2 separate regions of the Mus musculus genome follow, and region 1 is linked to region 2. The links are chromatin contacts, called in public Hi-C maps. All regions are on one chromosome and are shown on one strand. The core of a region is the stretch at or near the end of the contact, and the rest is flanking DNA. Distances in the headings are between cores, read along the strand shown. Region 1 overlaps Pip4k2a (phosphatidylinositol-5-phosphate 4-kinase, type II, alpha). Region 2 has its middle 21 kb from the start of n-TNgtt9.

Region 1 (3,365 bases), core at 603-3,102, 330 kb after region 2:
AGCCCTGGATGACCAAGGGACATTTTTCCACAGAAAAATAAACCAGGCATTTATTATAGACATTCCAAAGATTGTCAAATAAGAAGCTAAGAAAAGCTGTTAGCAGAGTACGAAATATAATGCCTTCTGTGACAGCAGTACATATATTGTTTTGTTATATAAATATTTTATTATTATTATTATTATTAATTATCTCATGGGAGCAGAGAAGGGAGAGCAGGAGAACGCAGTAAGGAAGAGGCCACAGGGGACTTCAGCAGCACAGCAGGGGGCAGGACAATAAGATTCTAAGTCTTTCCAGATAATTTCATATCTAAATGGCAATGTGTATTTCCTGCTCTGTCTTAAAGTAAACACGTCATTATTTTATGAGAAGCAGCAGGGATGGAGTGGAAGCACACACACAGATAAGAAAATGAAAGGCAAGGGAGGCAGTAGGAGGTAGTGACAGGCAGCCTCCTGCTGTACACCCTGTGGGAGACGCATCTGCTCTAGACCCTGTGCAGGGGAAAACCAATGTTGCCACTGTAACTGCTACTGTAGCCCACATTCAACAGGAAGATCAGATGGCTGGGTGACAGCTGGCCCAGAACTCTTCCTCCCACCACCACATTCCTCACTTTTGTCTCAGGTACTAAGAGACACACCCCTAGCAGACACAGGGGATGGTGGAGATTTTCTGCTCATCTGGTCCATAGAAAGAGCATGAAGCAATCCGTAAGTGACCCCATGAAAACATGAACTCATGTGGGACCATGAGGACCCTTTGGAGTTCTCTCAACAGCACTGCCAGGATGCCGCAGGAAGATCCAGCATCAGGCCTGGGGCAGAGGGCTAAGGAAGGGACAACAATTACCACATGTGGAAAGAAGAGTGATGTTCTAGGAAAAACACACAGAAAATAAAAATTCCAAGGAAGCCATTGAAGGCACAGCTTTCCTCCTGAAGGCCCCTAACCCACAGCCCTCCACAATCCCCCTGGGAGACTGCACACCCTCAGGACTGCTGAGATCGGATTCCCTTCATCCTCAAAGCCTTCCTGGAAAACTGTGGCCAGGCCTGCTCTTCCTGTTGGCCCCTCTCCACAGTCACATCACATGATCCAGGGGGTTATCTAGTATTTGTTTCCCTTCTCCTCAAAAAGATTCCATTTTATGATACACAAGTTAAGAAAAAAAAAATTTAAATGTGTAACAATTGACATGAAGCATAGAGAATACTTAAAGAACAAAAAACCTTAACAGTTAAAAATGTAGGAGAGACGGTGAATTCCTTAACCCTCTATGGTGTGGGCGCTCGCTCTGCGTGTACTTTTAGCCCGGGTATTACCTGAGCCTTAGGTTATTATAGCCTTCTCAAAGATCCCACCAAAGAGAGGTGTCCCCACCCCATGGGGCAGCTTCTTTCTCTTATTCCTCCTATCCCAATTTTTATAAGCGTCTTTGAAAATATTTAACCACAGGCTCTAGATAATAAGCATTATCTTCTCCCAGGATTTCCACTCAGAATGAAAAATTTAGTCATGAATATGTGACTGCCCTGTTACTTCACACAGAACTTTGATTTTTATGGAAGAAACCCCAACACGTGCTCTTTACTTAAGCAGTTTCTGTCCAGGAAGTGCAGACGGCAGATTAACCACAATCCAACACAAAGCCTCCCCCTGCTCCTGTGGTCTGCAAGAGGCACATTTTCTTCTCGTGCTCTCAGGTGGCGAGTCTAATTGAATGTAGCTATTTAAAACACACTTCAGACCTAATGAACAAGAAGTGGCCCTGCCAGACCACAATGTCTTTAAGAGATCAATTTGCCCAATAAAGGCTAAAGATTGCAACACGGTCTTCAAACAGCAGGCAAGCAATCCGAAGGGTTATCTGTGGGGATCAGAGTGTGGCCGAGGACATGCCATCTGCCCAGGGGCAGCAAGCAAGCCCCACTCAGCAGCGTCTCACCTCCAAGAACCAGGCCTCTTCGCTCCCTCAAAATATAATTTTTAAAGTCAACTGGCCCTATAAGATAACTCACTAATTAGATCACTGTGATACGTTCATTTGTAGCTTTAGTTGGGAGTTTAGCTGTCTGTCATCCAATTTATCCGAGTAAAAATTTCACTAAAGCCTTTTGTTCTCGCACAATACATTTGTTTAATAGCTTTTCTCAAAGGCTGTGCCAAATTCTAAATGTTCCGTCATGCATTTATTTACTAGTTATCAGGCAACTTATGAATAATTTAATATTTTCCAGTATTCCTTTATCAGATGGGTCTATAAATGCCTGCAAGACTCTTTCTCATTGGGCTGTGTTTTTCCCACTCAAAAAAAAAGTTTCTTTCTTGTTTAAAGTTTACTTTCTCACTTTTTGTTTTGTTGAGACCAGGTCTCACCATGTAGCTCAGGCAGTCTCTAACTTTTGATTCTCTCATGGGGCCCGCAGATGTGGACCACCACGCCTGGCTTTAAAGATGCCCCAAACCTCTCTAGGCTATTCCTCCAGCACAAATGGCACTTTCCGATTTCCAACCTCTCATGGGAATTTACAGGCAGCTGTAAATGCCTTACTGGAATACTGTTCTTTTTCTGCCCCAGTTTCCTCAATTACAAAATGGAGACAGGATCAGCCCTACACACCTCCCCATGGAACATCGGAACTTACCACAGCAGCAGTCTATAAACAAGACAGATCTCACCTCAGTGTTAGTGAGGTGATTAAGGAGTTTCTGGTCTCAGTCATCCTCTCTCTCATTTAAGTACCATTTCATTTGTATATCTACACAGTACTGATCTCAAAAAACGTCTTGCATGCTCTGTAGTTCATTACGTATGTACTGTTCATGTGTGTGAGCATGTGTGTGTGTGTGTGCATGCATACAGATGTGGGGGCCTGAGGGTCAAGTCAGTTTTCCTCCATAGACTCTGACTTGTATAACTGAGCTCACAGAGACACAGGGCTTAAATGTGTGCTTAACAAGCAGTAATTAGCATCCATGAGTTTATAAGCTACACGTGACAATTCTTATCTATCCCATGCAGTAACTGTGATATCCCAGGGGATAACTACTTCTGGGAAGCAATGTCTTTGTGATGACGTGGCTGCCGTAACTCTAAGAAATTAGCGATATTGGAAGGTTTAACTATCTGTGATTTAAAAAAAAAAATCACTAAGCATATCGTTTCCTAAGTTGATGATAATAATTACTGTTATAACAGTCAATGTGTACTAACTAACACTAAGCATGGAAAAAGTCCCTCTTCCTGACCGGTAAACTTGTGTGCAGCCCAGAGAACTGGGAAATAGTATTTGTCCAGTGAACATTATGTTAAATAAAAATTCCAACTAAAAACAAAAAAAAACATGTCCCAGCAAGG
Region 2 (3,316 bases), core at 631-3,130:
GGGGTTGGGTCACAGGTGGATGGGGGTGCTGGGAAGGGTCCTTGGGAATAGCAACCAGCACTCCTAACTATCTCTCCAGCTGCATAATCAACATTTTAATAAAGTTTTCTTTTTCTCCAGTTGGTATTTAATGTATCTGAAATTTAACTTGTATGTAATGGAAGAAATAAAATTTTTAGTGAGTGTTTTTAAATGAGAATAAATGAGGAAGACTAAATATTGCTTGTAATCTGTAAATGCTGATTTAAACTACCCTTGTCTGCATACTACCTTGAATACATTTAATACTCAGAAAACATGTTCTGGCCACTTTTTTTTCAGCAATGTGGATTGCTTAGACTATGTACAAAGTTGGCCTTTTAAAGTCATATAAGTTGTGCTTAATTTTTACTGCTTTGAGCAGGAAACAATATCTTAATAGGATTAACTTTATTTAAGTACTGAATTATTCCAATTAAGTTGGAAAACAAAAATGACTTCTCCAATGATGCCCATTTTTAGAAAGCTCATCTGGGAACTCTCTGTACTCCTAGGCAAGTGCATTTACCATTTACCAGAAGAAATGCATACAAGACATTTTAATCTACTTTCAATGATTCTGGAAGTCAGGTTCTCAAATCAAAAGAATGTTTGCTGCCAGCTTTCACATCTATGATTTGAAGTTACCACTCTAAGTTTAGCAAGGCCTGGCTGTATTGCTAAGTCTCATGCCAAGACCTGTGAGCTTTCTCCCCTTTTGTAAATAGCCTGAAAAGAAGTACTTAAAACCTGATTTTAATTGAAGGCAATCAATATAAACCAAGGAAACTGTTTTGTTTTAAATGAGACACCCTGTAAGTTCTGCTCAGAACAATTCCCCTTGGTTTTTTTTTTTTTTCTTAAGAGTCTCAGAAATTTAATCTTTCAAATATTTCCAGGAATTCCAAAATCTATCACACAAAGGAGGAACACCTTCGTTTTGTTCTGGAGTGAGGGGGACAGAATAGAATGTTCTTGAAAATGTGAATCTAGAAGGTTAAAACATAGTTGGAAAGGTGAATTATTTTATTTTCAGTTTCTATATATAGACCAACTTCCCCCATTATGACTGAAAGAAATGTCTCAGACAGCAAATGATGTCATTGCCTCCGTTGACTTGAAATGCTTCTATCATCTGCTTGAAAAAAAACAAAGAATCCAACCCAGCTACCTCACAGAGAAACGCCTCCTCAATGAGACTTTTCAGGAAGACACTTGTCGCTAGTCCCGCAGCCAAGAGACTTCAAAATCACACTGCTTCTCAGAGAACTCCCCACGGACCACCATTTAGGAATAATTTTAATTCAAAATCAGCATTCTTGAGTTCAGATAAGTGGGGGGAGGGAGAAGGAGAGGGAGAGGGAGAGAGAAAAGGCGATAAGTATAAAAAGTGAATAATTTAAAAGAAACACCTAACCACCTTACTGCTTGGGAGTCCCCGTGTTTAACGGGAAAAAAAACACGAATTAATATCTCTGTCTTCTTTGCCGGTCTCTCTACAACTCATCTCTGGAAGTCTGTCCAGAAAGACGATTCTGATTCCTAGTCTATTGAAATACAGTGCAAAACTCCCAGTTGCAATAAAAGAAAAGAAAGCACGGGAGGAAGCCAACTAGCTAACCAAAACCAGAAAACAAGAAAGAGAAGGAAGGAGGGAGGGAAAGAGACAGAGAGACAGGGACGGGTCAGACAGAGACACAGACAAAGAGAGAGGAGACAGAGAGGGAGAGAGAGAGAGAGAGAGAGAGAGAGAGAGAGAGAGAGAGAGAGAGAGAGAGAGAGAGAGAGAGAGAGAGCGCTAATCTCCTTGCAGCAGGAGACAACAGCACCCCACCCCAAGAAGTCCCCCTCCGCTGCTGGGGAGCACTGGGCACACAGTGGCTTCTGAGGTCACCAGCTTGCCACCCTGGCCCTTGGCAGCCTAGGCTCGCACCTGGACGCCCTCTCTAGCCCACACTCAACAGGAGAGAGGGAGGAAGGGAGGGAGAGAGAAAGAGAGAGAGCGAGAGAGAGCAAACGACAGACAGAAAGACAGACAGACAGAAAAGAGAATGGCCCACCTGTGAGCCCAGCAGGCAAGAAACGCGCCGGCCACAGACTCAAAATGGAGAAAGAGGAACCGAGAGGGACAGGAAGGAGGGAGACACGGGAAGGGACAGTAGGATAAAAACTGTTCAGGGTCCGCGGGTTAGAGGATGCCAGATGGAGAACCCAGGAGTGGAAAGCCAGAGCACCAGGAAGAGCGAGGAGGCCGAGGCAGTGCTCCAGCCAGGCTGCTCCGGTGTCCAGGCTCCATTTCCAACAGCGCCATATTCGTGCAGCCCTTTGTCGTGGTTGATTTTTCTCCGGCGGCTGGGGACCTGTGCCAGTGGGTTTCTGCCGCTTGGGCAGAGGGCTTGGCGGCAGGACAGGATGCAGGGCTCAGTTGGGGGACCTTCGTGGCCATCTATATACCTTGAGGGGCTTCAGTGTGCAGGGCCCAGCTGGGAACCATCGTGCCTGCCTTACAGGGCTTCAGGGTACAGAGCACAGGGGGGAGCCTCAGGCCTGTCTTCCTGGTAGGGCTGTAGGGTGCAGGCTCCAGCTGGGAACCCCAGTGCCTGGTTTTGCCCTTGCAGGGCTGCAGGGGACAGGACCTAGCTGGAGGCCCTTCTTATACGTGCCTCGCAGGGCTGCAGGGTTAGCTGGGGGACCTTACTGCCCTTCAGGGCTGAGGGGTGAGGAACCCGGTTGCAAGTGGCCCTCGGGCGCTGCACCCCTCGGAGTTCATGTCCTTGACGTTGGAACGGTGAGTGGCAGACGCTAGTGCAGGAAGGAGGCGTTACTAGATTGATCAAAGAAAGAAAAAGAGGAAGGACGCCCTTAAAGAGAAGGGTGCTAGCTGAAAATAGCGGAGCACAGTGCCCCAAGATCCGAGCCTTTCTGGAAGGGATTTCGGGCCTCCCGCCCCCCTCCTCATCCCACCTGGGGGCGGGCGGTCAGCCACCTCCTCCTGCGCACAGCCACCAAGTCTCTACCCTGGTTGCTCTCCGCCTAGACCTCTTACAGGGTCGACTGTCGGGCTGACCGCCCGGACCTCCAGGTCCGCGGGTCGCTCCATCCCACCCCTACGTCCGAGGTATCAAAGCTCCCCCGGTAGATCTTGGGGTAACTGGAGGCACCCCCAGATAGAAGCCGCGTCCGCCACTCGTCCCGCCCTATGTCGCTCTGACATAGTGTCACCCTGAACCTCACGCACGTCTTTTTCACAATTCTCCCCTTTTCATGACGAGGGTTGTCCTTTCCTCCAAATCCCATC

Evidence for each region. Hi-C and Micro-C count contacts between places; a contact is called where the count stands out from the background.
Region 1: a Hi-C map of CD8 T cells shows a contact between it and region 2, with 6 times the contacts expected there. The contact joins two enhancer-like sites. A contact is called at or near these places in 1 of 484 Hi-C or Micro-C datasets (CD8 T cells) and 1 of 115 datasets of contacts at active chromatin or transcription factors (memory CD8 T cells).

What each region holds. Positions count from the first base shown.
Region 1 is chr2:18,937,384-18,940,748 of GRCm38.p6, forward strand. All of the region lies in intron 1 of Pip4k2a (phosphatidylinositol-5-phosphate 4-kinase, type II, alpha), which reads right to left. Among named protein-coding and RNA genes, the nearest start is that of Pip4k2a, 59 kb to the right of the region's middle. Within about 2 kb of position 1,853, at least 57 of the 459 cell types and tissues checked have an H3K27ac peak or open chromatin away from gene starts, as enhancers often do. A contact at or near this core is called in CD8 T cells and memory CD8 T cells, where this site is marked.
Region 2 is chr2:18,606,156-18,609,471 of GRCm38.p6, forward strand. No RefSeq gene overlaps it. Among named protein-coding and RNA genes, the nearest start is that of n-TNgtt9, 21 kb to the left of the region's middle. Within about 2 kb of position 1,881, at least 210 of the 459 cell types and tissues checked have an H3K27ac peak or open chromatin away from gene starts, as enhancers often do. A contact at or near this core is called in CD8 T cells and memory CD8 T cells, where this site is marked.